Linked DNA regions of Pan troglodytes: region 1 is linked to region 2. Evidence: chromatin contacts called from public Hi-C data. All regions are on one chromosome and are shown on one strand. The core of a region is the stretch at or near the end of the contact, and the rest is flanking DNA. Distances in the headings are between cores, read along the strand shown. Region 1 overlaps MARCHF1 (membrane associated ring-CH-type finger 1). Region 2 overlaps MARCHF1 (membrane associated ring-CH-type finger 1).

The links. A called contact is a pair of places that touch in the nucleus more often than the background predicts.
Region 1: a contact with region 2 is called in a Hi-C map of induced pluripotent stem cells, with 2.6 times the contacts expected there. The contact joins two enhancer-like sites. A contact is called at or near these places in 4 of 7 Hi-C or Micro-C datasets (induced pluripotent stem cells, a lymphoblastoid cell line and stem cell-derived neural progenitor cells) and 1 of 1 other capture datasets (stem cell-derived neural stem cells).

Annotation. Positions count from the first base shown.
Region 1 is chr3:165,724,731-165,732,023 of NHGRI_mPanTro3-v2.0_pri, forward strand. All of the region lies in intron 2 of MARCHF1 (membrane associated ring-CH-type finger 1), which reads right to left. Among named protein-coding and RNA genes, the nearest start is that of MARCHF1, 360 kb to the right of the region's middle. Within about 2 kb of position 5,716, at least 1 of the 24 cell types and tissues checked has an H3K27ac peak or open chromatin away from gene starts, as enhancers often do. A contact at or near this core is called in induced pluripotent stem cells, where this site is marked.
Region 2 is chr3:165,282,075-165,288,606 of NHGRI_mPanTro3-v2.0_pri, forward strand. All of the region lies in intron 7 of MARCHF1 (membrane associated ring-CH-type finger 1), which reads right to left. Among named protein-coding and RNA genes, the nearest start is that of TMA16, 73 kb to the left of the region's middle. Within about 2 kb of position 1,892, at least 3 of the 24 cell types and tissues checked have an H3K27ac peak or open chromatin away from gene starts, as enhancers often do. A contact at or near this core is called in induced pluripotent stem cells, where this site is marked.

The sequences.
Region 1 (7,293 bases), core at 4,466-6,965, 450 kb after region 2:
ATCCAAGAATGCTATGTATCCCGCAAAATTATGTTTCGAATATAAATGAGCGATAAAACCTTTCACAAACAAACAAAAGCTGAGATAATTCACCACCATCATTCCCATCTTATAAGAAATAATAGAGGGAGCTCCGAAATCTGAAAAAAAAAAAAAAAAAAAAAAAATGAACATGCAAAAAGAAAACTTTTCGGCAGGGCGCGGTGGCTCACACCTGTAATCCCAGCACTTTGGGACTTTGGGAGGCCAAGGCGGGCGGATCACGAGGTCAGGAGAACAAGACAATCCTGGCTAGCACAGTAAAACCCTGTCTCTACTAAAAATACAAAAAATTAGCCGGGCGTGGTGGCAGGCGCCTGTAGTCCCAGCTACTCGGGAGGCTGAGGCAGGAGAATGGCGTGAACCCGGGAAGCAGATCTGGCAGTGAGCTGAGATCATGCCACTGCACTCCAGCCTGGGAGACAGAGCGAGACTCCGTCTCAAAAAAAAAAAAGAAAGAAAGAAAAAAAAAGAAAACTTTTCAAGGTATAAAACCCACAGGTAAAATTAAGCACTCAGACAAACCCAGAATATCCTAGTACTGTAATTGTGGTGTGCAATCCACTCATAATTCTAGGATGAAGCCCATATGCAAATCTATCAAAAACAATAATAGCTATAGCAACAAGTAAAGAGATAGGTAATATAAAAATATGTAAGTTGAGACAAGCAAAAGTCAAAATGTGGAGGATATAAATTTAACATGTAGAATTTCTTTCTCTCTCTTTGTGTGTGTGTGTGTGTGTGTGTGTGTGTGTGTTTGCCCTGGTTTCTTTCTATTTTTCTATTTGTGATCTAAGATAAGTTGTCATCTCTTTAAAATAACTTGCTATATCTATAGAATTATTTTTGTAACCCTTATGGTAAGCACGGCACAAAAACTTATAATGGATTCACTAAAAATAAAAAGCAACAAATTAAACTGTACTACAAGAAAAAAATCACTTATCCATAAAGGAAGAGAGTAAGAAGGAGGAAAAGGAGAGTCTCATAACAGCCAGAAAACAGGTAACAAAACGGCAGGAGTAAGTACTCACTCTATCAATAACACTTATTAATAACTCTGAATGTAAATAGTCTCAATTCTCCAATTAAAAGGCATATAGTGGCTGAACGAATTTAAAAAACCAGGACCCAACTGTATGTTTCATTCAGGAAACACACTTTACCTATAAAGATGCACATAGGCTGAAAGTAAAGGAGTAATAAAAGATATTCCATGCAACTGGAAACCAATAAAGAACAGAAGTAGTTATACCAATATCAGATAAAACAGACTATAAATCTGTTTATAAAAAGAGGAGAAGAAGTTCATTACATAATCATAAAGGGGTCAGTTCAACAACAGAACATAACAGTCATAAATATGTGTGCACTCAACACCAAAGGTCACAAGTATGTAAAGTAAACATGAACAGATCTAAAGGGAGAAATAGAATGCAAAACAATAATAGTAGGCAACTTTAACACCACACTGTCAGTAATGGACAAGTCATCTAGACAGAAAATAAAATGAAAAACAATGGGATAAAACCACATATTAGATAAAATAGACCTAACTGGCATTTACATAACATTTCATCCAACTGCTGCAGAATATTAACTATTTTCATCACTACATGGATCAACCTCCAGAATAGATCACATCTTAGGCAAAAATACAAGTCTGAACAAATAAAAAAAAGGCAGAAATCATGTCAACTATCTTTTCTGACCACAATGGAATAAAACTAGAAATCAATAATAAGAGGAACTCAGGAAATAGACAAACACATAAAATTTAAACAACATACTTCTGAAGAACCAGTGAGTCAATTGAGAAGTTAAGAAGTACATTTAAACATTTCTTGAAACAAATGAAAAGGAATATAACATACCAAAATATATGGGATATGGCAAAAACAGTAAGAAGAGAGATTATAGCAAGAAACACCTATATCAAAAAAGTTGAAAGACTTCAAATAAACAACCTAATAATGCGCCTCAAGGGAAAAAAAAAACCCAATTAGTAGAAGGAAAGAAGTAATACATATTCTTTAGAGCAGAAATAAATGAAATTGAGACCAAAAAGTACAAACACCAAATGAAACATAAACACGGTGTTTGGAAAAAATTAAAAAATTGGTGAGCCTTCAGCTAGACTAAGAATAAAGGATAGAAGAACCAAATAAATAATATCAAAAACATAAAAGAATATGTAAAAACTGAGACCTCAGTAATACAAAGAATCATTAGATACTATTATGAGCAACTACACACCAATAACTTAGAAAACCTAAAATAAATTCCTGTACACATACAACTACGAAGATTGAACCCTGAAAAAAGAGAAAACCTCAAAAAATCAATTAAGAAATAATCAAATTGAGCCATAATAACAAGTCTCTCACTAAATAAAAGTCCAGGACCTGATAACTTCCCTGATGAATTTTACCAAGCATTTAAAAAAGTAATGCAAATTCTACTCAAACTGTTTTAAAAATTAAAGAGGAGGAAATATTTCTAAGCTCATCTCACAAGGACAACATTACCCTGATACCAAAAGCAGATGAAGATACAATAAAGAAATAAAACTAAGGGTCAATATCATTGATTAACCTAGATGCAAAGTTCTCAACAAAATACTACCAAACTGAAATCAACAACATGTTAAAAAATCATTCACCATGATCAAGTGGGATTCATCCAGAAATGCAAGGATGGTTTAACTTATACAAATCCATAAACGTGATACATCACATTAACAGAATCAAGAAAAATCAAACCATGTGATTATTGCAATAGATGCTGAAAAGCATTTGACAAAATTCAACATCCCTTAATGGTAAAGAAAAAAAAAGCCCTCATTCAATGGGTACAGAAGGAATATATCTCAAAATAAAAAAGTCCATATATAACAGCTACCATCATACTGAATGGAGAAAAACTGAAAGACTTCCTTTTAAGGTTGGAAAAATACAAGGATGTCTATGTTTACCACTTCTATTCAACAAATATTGAAAGTACTGGACAGAGCAATTAGGCAAGAGAAAAAGATAATGAACATCTGAATTAGAAAAAAAGGAGTCAAATTATCCTTGTTTGAGTATATTATTTTAGCTTTAGAAAAACCTAAAGACTCCATCAAAAAACTCTTTTTTTTTTTTTTTTTAGGTGGAGTCTCATTCTGTCATGCAGGCTGGAGTGCAGTGGCGCAATCTCGGCTCACTGCAACCTCTGCCTCCCAGGTTCAAGCGATTCTCCTGCCTCAGCCTCCCAAGTAGCTGGGACTACAGGAGCATGCCACCACGCTCAGCGTTTTTTTTTTTGTTTGTTTTTTTGTCTTTTGTTTTTGTATTTTTAGTAGAGATGGGGTTTCACCACGTTAGCCAGGATGGTCTCAATCTCTTGACCTCGTGATCCGCCAGCCTCGGCCTCCCAAAGTGCTGGGATTACAGGAGTGAGCCACTGTGCCCGGCCAAAAACTCTTAAAACTGATAAACAAATTCAGTAAAGTTGCAGTATACAAAATAAACAATAAAATCAGAAACATTTCTATATTGCAGTGGCAATCAATCAGGAAAAGATACATATATCCCATTTATATTACCTACAGACAAAATAAAATACCTAGAAATAAACTTAAAGAAATGAAACACCTATACAAGGTAAATTATAAAACATTAATGAAAGAAACTTAAGACACAAAAATATGAAAAGATATTTCATGCTCATGATTTAGAAGAACTAATATTTTTAAAATGATAATACTACCCAAAGCAATCTACAGATTAAATGCAGTCCCCATCAGAATACCAATGTTATCATTCACAGAAATAGAAAAAATAATCCTAAAATTTATATCAAGCACAAAAGACACCAAATAGCCAAAGCAATCTAGAGCAAAAATAACAAACTTGGAAACATCATACTATCTGCCTTCAAAATTTACTACAAAGCTGTAGTAAACACAGCATGATACTGGCATAAAAACAGACACATAGACCAATAGAACAGAATGGAAAACCCAGATATAAATCCACAAATTTACAGCCAACTCATTTTTAACAAAGTTGCCAAAAATATGCAATGGTGAAAGCAAAGTCTCTTCAATAAATGATGCTAATAAAAACCTGGATAATGACATGCAGGAAAATAAAACTAGACCCTTATTCTCGAACCATGCCCCAAATTCAAATAAAAATGGATGGAAGATTTAAATCTAAAATCTGAAACTATGAAGCTACTAGAAAAAAAAATCTTTGGGAACAGACTCCTGGACATTGGTGTGGGCAAAGATATTTTGTGTAAGACCTCGAAAGCACAGACAATAAAACCAAAAATTGACAAATGAGATCATATCAAGCTAAAAAGCTTCTGCACAGCAAAGGATACAGTCAACAAACTGAAGAGACAACCCGCAGATGTTAAGAAAATGTTTTCAAACTATATACCTGACAAGTTGTTAATAATCAGAATATATGAAAAGCTCAAACAACTCAACAGACAAAAAAGTAATTCAATTAAAAACTGGGCAAAAGATCTGAACACACATTTCTGCAAAAGAAACATATACATGGCCAATAGGTATATTTAAAAAAGCTCAACATCAATAACCATCAGAGAAACACAAGTGAGAATGAAAATGAGATACAAATATCATCTCATCCCAGTTACAATGGCTTATATCAAAGAGACAGTTAATAACAGATGCTGGCAAGATGTGGTGAATGGAAAACACTTGTACACTGTTGGTGAGAATGTAAATTAGTACAGCCATTACAGAGTCAGTATGAAGTTTCCCCCAAAAAACTAAGAATAGCACCTTCAATAGGAACCAAAAAGTCATGTGAGGTATCACAGTAACTGGTTTGAACATAATATCGAGGAAAGAGGTATTAAAGAGAGTAGGTAAGACACTCTTGCATTGCCTACACCTCACCTACCCTAACTCCAGGCAGCACAGATGGGGAGGAAATGTGTTTTGTGGGGACGGAGAGCAAAGTGAGTGTGGAGAACTATATTGGAACTCACTTCTGCCTTGTCACAGCAGAACACAGCACAGGGCAGAATTCTAAGAGTGCTCACGGAGGGAGCACATCTAGACCAGCCCTGGGCCAGAGGGAAATTTCTTACACCAGCAGGAAAAACCTGAGTCGTAGCTAGCTTCACCACTAGCTGACGAAATTGGCCTGGGTCCCAGAATAAATTTAAGTGGCAGTCAGGACACAAGGATCACAGTCCTAGGGCAAGTCCTGTTGCTGCACTGGTTTTGTAGGCAGGGAACTTGGGGTGCAACACCAACTGTGGTGTCCAAATGAATGCCAGTGTCACCCCTCCTACAACTCCAGGCACTGTAGCCTCAGTAAAGATTCCTTCTGCTTGACAGAAGGTGAGTACAGAGTACAGAAGACTGTATCTTGCAACTTGGGTGCCACCTGAGCCTAAGTAAAATGAAGCATCAGGAAGATTCCTGAAACCCCAGATTCCAGGTCTTTGCTCCTGGATGGTGCTTATAGATCTACCTTTGGTCCGAAGGGATTCCACTGCCTTGATAAGAAAGACCCGGCTGAATTAACCATCTGCTGACTAAAGTGGTCTTGGGCTTCGAGTAAATAGCAGTAGCAGTAGCAGCAGCAGCAGCAGCAGCAGCAGCAGCAGCAGCAGCAGCAGCAGCAGCAGCAGCAGCAGCCAGGCAATTGTGGCCACAGGCTTTGGGTGAGTCCCAGTATTTTGCTGCTCTGTAAAAATTTGGATGTGACCCTGAACAGTGCCAGCTATGGTGGATATGAGAGTGTCCACATCATCCCTTTCCCCAATTTCAGATAGCCCAGGGCCAAGAGAGACTCCTTTTGATTGCGGAAAAGAAAGTGAGAGACTTTGCCTGGTGACCCAGGGAATTCTCCCTTATCTTACCCAAGTTCACCAAGGCAGTGTCTATAGGAGGCGACAGGATTTGCACCATTCCTGAGCTTATGGAGCCCCCTAGTGCTGAAACAGTTGCCGTGACCACAGGCTTTGGTCACAATACTCACTCCCCTTGGAATTTGTAAAAAGCCCTCTCAAGGGTGCATATAAACAAGCCCAGACTGAAGATTAGTTTAAATATATAAGTCTTCCATGCCCAGACATCAGTGAATGCCCTCAAGCACCAAGAACACTCAGGAAAACATGACCTCACCAAACACACAAAAGAAGGCACTAGCAACCAATACTGAAGTGATGGAGATATGTGATCTTTCAGACAGGGGATTCAAAATTGTTGTATTGAGGAAGTTCGATAAATTTCAAGATAACACAAAGAAGGAATTAAAAATTCTATCACAAAAATTTAACAAAGTGATTGAAATCATTAAAAAACTCAAGCAGGCATTCTGGAGCTTAGAAATACAATTGAGAAACATAAAACTGCATCAGAGTCGCTCAACTGCAGCACTGATCAAGCAAGAAAGAATTAATGAGCTCAAAGATAGGTTATATCAATATACACAATTAGAGGAGAAAAAAGAAAAAAGGATAAAAGGAGAATAAAGAATGCCTAAAAAAATCTAGAAAATAGCCTCAAAAGGACAAATATAGGCGTTACTGGCCTTAAGGAGGATGGAAAGAGAAAGTTTATTCAAAGAAATAATAACAGAAAATCTTCTAAAACTTGGGAAAGATATGAGTAGCCAAGTACAAGAAGATTTTTAAAATCCAATAAATTTAACCCAAATAAGACTAACTCAAGGCATGTAATAAACTCTCAAAGGTCAAGGATACAGAAAGGATCCTAAAAGCAGCAAGAAAAAAGAAGCAAATAACATATAAAGGAGTTCTGATGTTTCTAGCAGCAGCAACTGTGCAGGTCACCAGGAAGTGAGATGACAAAGTCAAAGTGCTGATGGAAAAAAAAATCTTTCAACCTAGAATATTATATTAATCAAAGTTATCCTTCAAACACAAACTAGAAATAAAGACTTTCCTATACAAACAAAAGCTGAGGAATTTGTCAACACCAGACTTGCCTTAAAAGACATGCTAAAGGGAGTCCGGGTGTGGTGGCTCACACCTGTAATTCCAGCACTTTGGGAGGCCAAGGCAGGTGGATCAGGATGCGGGTGGATCATGATGCAGGTGGATCAAGAGATCAAAACCATCCTGGTCAAAATGCTGAAACCCCATCTCTACTAAAAATACAAAAAAAAAAAAAATTAGCTGGGCATGGTGATGCACCTCTGTACTCCCAGCTACTTGGGAGGCTGAGGCAGGAGAATTGTTTGAACCCAGGAGGCA
Region 2 (6,532 bases), core at 642-3,141:
TAACATAGTGGATCTTAGAATACAGTTGTCATGGTAAATCTGTGCCTTTATCGAATTTACTTAATCATAACCCAGAAGGCAAATTTCCCTAGGCTCTAAGTGACCTGATATCCTCTGTATTTGCCAAAACATTTCTATGGATATACTATAAATAATTTAATTGACCAAGCTTCTGTTTTTGCTTTGGCTGTGAAAGGTTTTAGAAGCAAATGATCTTCCCACCTAACTACATATGGGACCTGGAGTACACATTGTCCTTATGTTTGCCTTATGAGTTCACTTCACTCTCTTTTACCACAACCTCCTTAACCATTCGCCTTACTGTTCGGTACATATTTCTATAAACAGGCTCAAATCTTTTGTGCGTTGTGATGGAGTGCTAGTAATTTTTGGAGGGTACAACAAGAAAGGGCTGAGCTCGGCAACCAAAAAGCCTTTGTTGCCTGACTGACGTTTGAATGCCTGATCTGTCAAATCACAATAATGGAAAGAAAATAATGCCAATTCCTCAATAATGGATATGATAATTTGTACTATTTTATATGGATAAAATTCTTTGATTTATTGAAATAAGAATAGCAGCTGAAAGGAGCTGAGGTATGTTTTATCTAATAAATGTGCAGCATGAAAATGCTCTGAACCATTAAGACCCATACAGAAACTTTATTTAAGGCCACATACTTGTGTTCTCAAATCTTTAGGAATCATGAAATGAAATGTGGCTACCTTTTATGTAATCAGTTTCTGAACAAAAACTTAAGAGAAAAAAGAGTCTTGTAAATATTTTAAAAACTATCTGAAAACCTAGATCAATGAGTGAGTGACTAAGAATTACTTCAAATTACCATGCAAGTTAAATGTAGCCTGCGAGGTGCATTGCCAGGATTAGGTTTTAAAAAGCTCTTTCAATCTTCAAACTTCAATAAGGATCTTAAGGAAGCCCAGTTTTCTTGCTAATAGTGAGCCAGCAGAAAAGAGTCAGATGTTTGTTACTATCCTGTCATTGGGATTTTCCTTTAAATATCAACCACTCAGCAGCGTAGATCTCTGGGGAAACACTTTTTTTTTTTTTTTCATGATGTCAGTTTCTGAATTCAAGTGTGATACTGTCATAGAGTCTCACAGAATTTTGAAGTGACCCCACTTCCATGGAAGGAACTCCCAAAACTGGGCCTCGACTCTTAAAAAGAAGAAAAATATACAAGTGGGTGATATTAAGCTCAGAAAATACTTCGTCTTTTCAGTGATTTAATTCCTCAAACCATGAGAAAGCTGTTGATTGCAATCAATTTACATAGAAATGTGTCAAACTATGCCAACATTGTGACTGCAGCTTCAAAAAATATAACTGCCTGTAGTAAACAGCCCTGAATCTCCTGCGAATGCAGAGGCAGGCCATAAATGCTATGGGGTTTTTTTAACTTTAATGCTTTAATATACACATCCCTCATGCCAAATTCTTTCACTGTAATGACATGATATCTTATAAAAAAGTAACAGGTTTGTGCATACAGGAGACATATTTGACCTTGTGTGTTTTAAAAGATGATTGTGACAAGGTTTGCAACAGTGGAAATGGTTTTCTAGACAGGAGAAATCAGTGAGGTGGGTTGCCTTGACAACGTGGGTTAGTTGCATCAAGAAATCCATGGCAATACAGGACCTTCTTCTGTTATGTCAAGATTGCAAACAATCTACCAAATTAGGTTAAAAGAAAACGAATCCCACAGCAAGGCAGTGTTATCTGACCTATGAAATATTAGTTCTCACTTTTTATCATGAACCTTGTTAGAAAAGATGAAAAAATCTAGGTGGGCAAGACAGACAGGAGAGCAGGAGTAAAGTGGGTTTCACTCAAAAGTCTGCTCTCCTCTCCTCTAAAGCACTTCACCCCCAGAAGGATTCCAGGAGTTCTTGCATATTCTCTGAAAGTCGATCCTGCTAAGAAAAATCTTACCCCGATTCTGTTGATTTCCCCAGCAGTCTCCACAAAGCTTCTCTCTGGGGATTATCACTGCTCCTATTGCATATTCTTAAATAATGAGCATAAATAAGGATTACCACAACAAAGCTAGTTATTAGTTAAATAGAAAACAAAACCTGTTCACATATGTGCCCTGTAGTCCAATTATCCCGGTGGGGCTGAGGAAAGATTTATCTATAAAGTATTAAGCCTCAAAGACAAAGCCTGTTATTGAAAACCTACATTATTGAACATGCTTGTTTCCTTCCCCCAGCAAGCACCCCTTTGTGGCACTGTTCAAAGTTCACAATTTTGATACCCTGCTTCTAAAAATCACCATAAAGCAATTTTGAATGAGAGCTTAGATTTTTCTTTTATAAAGGATTCTTTTAAGGTAATCAGAGCAATGCTTTTCTTTGGCTTAAACTGCAGTATGAGTTTCATTTTCAACACTGTCGCATGCTGCGACCCATTGGATATTATCAGAGGTGGTCCCCAGTGCAGGGGACATACTGTTTGTCTGGGCTGCCCTTTGCTTTTGTCTTTCCTGACTTGAAGATTGTGGAAGTGAATTGGGACTGGAGGGACACATATTAGGAGCAAAGGAACTGCCTCTGTAACAACAAAGTTGCGAAGCACTAGGGCAAAGTCCCACGAGTTCAGATAGTATGAATCTGCACACGATGATGGCTCCAACCTGTGCAGGGCCAAGGTAACCTAACAGACTGTGGTGTTGACTATGAAAGCTAAGAACAAAGAGAGTCTTTGTTCCAACTGGCATTTATTTTCTTTCTCCTGGGTAATAGGATGCCTAATAGATGGACCCACCATCTACAATAAAGGCCAGTGTTAGTCATCAGGTTTTATGTCTGGTGGAAGCACAAACCATCACTCTAAGCCTATAAATAGTTTAAAGGGTACCAGTGGATGAATGAAAGCCTTGTTTGCTAGAAGTACCTTTAGAAGTGACAAGTGAACACACATAGCATCAACAATGGTTCACTGACTATATACCAGGGAGAAAAATAAGCTTATTTGGGAAATTCGCTAAAGAAAGAATCATGGTCAGCTTCTAATTCAGTCCTAAGTATTAGAATTTCTCATTAAATCAATATAAGAATGCAGAAAATCCACACAAGTATAAAGCCATAATTTGTGCTTTACTACGTTCTTTTACCTTATAAGTTAATAGGTTCACCAACACACCTTGCATGCAAACTCTTAGGGACCACATGAACCAGGAATTTAATCTAAGAAAATAGAACCCATCTTGATGGGTGCAGCAAACCAGCATGGCACATGTATATGCATGTAACAAAGCTGTATTTTCTGCACGTGTATCCCAGAACTTAAAGTATAATAACAAAAAATTCTAGCTATAGCATATTCAGTGAAGAATAAAATCTCTTCCACAAATAAATAATAGGGCAGTAAGAAATGAAGTGTGGCAGAGTAATTCTATATTAAAAAAAAAGAACCCATCTTTATGCCAATGACATCTAGCACCTAACTGAGGCTTTCTTTTTGATATTTTCAGAATGATTGAAAAATGTGTTAGTAATCATTCTCTCCCTGAGTCAATGCTACACAAAACACAGTCCTGCACTGGCTGTGTTCACTGGGAACATGGTAGAAATGCAGAATTTCGTGCCCCACCTTATGCCTACTGAACCAAGATGATATGGTTTGCCTGTGTCCTCACCCAAATCTCATCTTGAATTGTAGCTCCCATAATTCCCACGTGTTTTGGGAGGGACCCAGTGGGAGTTAATTGAATCATGGGGGTGGGTATTTCCTGTGCTAGTCTCATGATAGTGAATAAGTCTCATGAGATCTAATGGTTTTATAAAGGGGAGTTTCCTTGCACAAGTTCTCTTCTCTTGTCTGCCGCCATGTGAGATGTGCTTTTCACCTTACACAATGATTGTGAGACCTCACCAGTCATGTAGAACTGTGAGTTCATTAAACCTCTTTCTTTTGTAAATTGCTCAGTCTCGGGTATGTCTTTATCAGCAGCATGTAAACAGACTAATACACAAGACTTGATTTTTTTTTATTTTTATTTTTTGAGACGTATGCCATATACCTAGAGGAAAAGTACCATTTTAACAACCACCTAGAATTTCACTGTATGACAATATCTTGCTCTATTCCTCTGCACCCTTCTTTCCCATTATCTCAAGATAATCACTTTCAAATATGTTAAATAATCCTCCTGATATTTACCTCCATCTTTTTATATAATGGTCTTCTATTGCTATTGACGGCTCATTAATATTACAGTTTATCTATTGATCTCATTATTGTTGAAGACTTCATGCTTAGCCATACCATTTCTCCCTCGCATTTCCCATAACGTCCCAATATAAGTGTATGGCTACATTGGACATATCAATATAAGACATTATAACTATATAAAATAGGCATTCATAAAATAAATTAACTGTTACCCTAGAGCAGTGCTTTTGAAAGTGTCCTCTGGGGACCCTGAGACCCTTTCAAGGGATCCATGCAGTCAAAACTAATAATAATTCTTTGTTTTTTATTTTAACCAAATTTGGTTAAATTTGGTTAGAGTGTTTCATTGAAATCAACTTAAGCTGGGATCTTAGTTTCTACTGTTACTCCAAAGTCACTTGATAAGTGCCTTTGATTCAGAAATTTGGATGAGGAGACACTCTAGGGAAGACTGAAGATGTAGGCTATGTGGAAACCAGGAGATTATTTTTCTTACAGAAATAAATTCTTGAGCTTAGTCTTTTTCAAAAGACTCGAGCCTACCTATTAAAGGTGTCTGGAAATACCTTTATGACAATGAAATATCTTTATGACAATGAGTCTTTGGAGCACACACCTTCTTCAGGAGCTGAGTGGCTGAAGTCATACTGAAGATCAGTGCCAGCCAGCCCTTTTTGGCCAGTGTACCTTGGGAAAGGAATATTTATCTAGGCTGCTGGGATCATCTTCCACATTTAAGGCATACAGTTGCACAAATTTGTCTGTGGCTGTCACAGGGAGCAGTGGTCCAAGGAGGACCAGAGGCTCCTAGACATATCTGTTGGGCCTGAGGCTAAGAATCCCACAATAAACTACAAACAGAAGCCACAGTTGTTCAAGGTTGCTCAGTGCCAGAAAACTAAGGTGAATCAGATGCATCAGGCATCTAAATTCCAGCACTCAAAAGACTGTCTGTAGCAGTTGGGGCCAAGTAGGTTTCTCCTCCTTCATTGAAATGGTACGCTTTGGTGCTCCTGGTGTCAGCCACTGCTGAGTTTTTCACTTCTGCTTCTTCCATTTCAAGGTTCTTGAACCAAATAGTTATCACTGGATCATCAAGGTGGAGGGTTGATGCTGCATAGCAATCTGTGTACACGGTCTTTTGGAACACACATTTCAACACTCTAAGCTGTTCCAGGGTAAAACCTGGATGGCTTCAATGTGCACAGCTTGGTTTTGCTGACATGAGATTGTTTGGGAATGCTACAGTTCAATCAGCTGGGTCACGATAGCCACGCTGTAATGTCTCTGTCTACTCTGTGTCCTTTTAGTTTTTTGTATTTTTGAATTCTAAATAAGGTTATATTTTGAAGTGGGAGGGGGGATTAAACAGCGTTGAAAACCAGTTGTAATCTCAAAGACACTTTGAACAAAAATTCTAGAACCATCAAAATGCTAAAAAGCTGAAATTAACTTATAGTGTAAACATACTAATAGTTAATATTTATTCTCATCATGTTCCAGATATGATGCTAAGTGGTTTACATGCATTATCTTATTCAGCTCTCCTATGAACCATCTAAGGGGGTACATACTCTTATTATCCCCATTTACGCAGGAGGAAATGGAGGCATGGAGAAATGAAATAGCTTATCCAAGGTTACAAAGCTACAATGACTGCTTTTAAGAACCCACACCCTAGCCGCTGACTCTAGAGCTCAAGATCTTAACCACTACACTGGTCAAATGCAGTAGATTAAAATTATAGGCTATTGGATTACTTTGTAAGAGAAGTCTTTAAGGTAAATATTTTAATGCATGTGTACAATGATTTATTACAATTACTTATTTGTAATTAATTGTACAATTATTTATTACTCTTATAAGGCATTCTTAAGCAAATGAATGCCTGGAACAATTAGTACAACTCTTTAGAAAGTAAGCATAAGATAAATATTGTTCAAATATGTCAGACAAGGCTACTTGTTTTTATTAACTTTTTAAAATGAACTCCTGAAGAGGTTTTGGTATAACTGTTTTTCTGTCTCAATCGTGCTTACTTTATTAATTTGCTCAGCAAGTTCTTTATAGATAATCTAGATTGTAAACTTAAGCCAGCATAACCCTTATCTGGATGGCCATACATTCTGAATGACTGATATGCAAATTAATCAATGCATTGAACCCCCACAATCATCTAGTGCCTGAGAAATAGTGAGAAATAGTCAGCTCTTTAAAAATGTGCACGCTACCCTCTTGTTGGCCTTAAAGTGGATTCAATGCTAAATACTGATTTGGTAAGAACAAAACAGTGAATCTGCTACAGTGTTGATGATGGAGGGATGGGAGAGA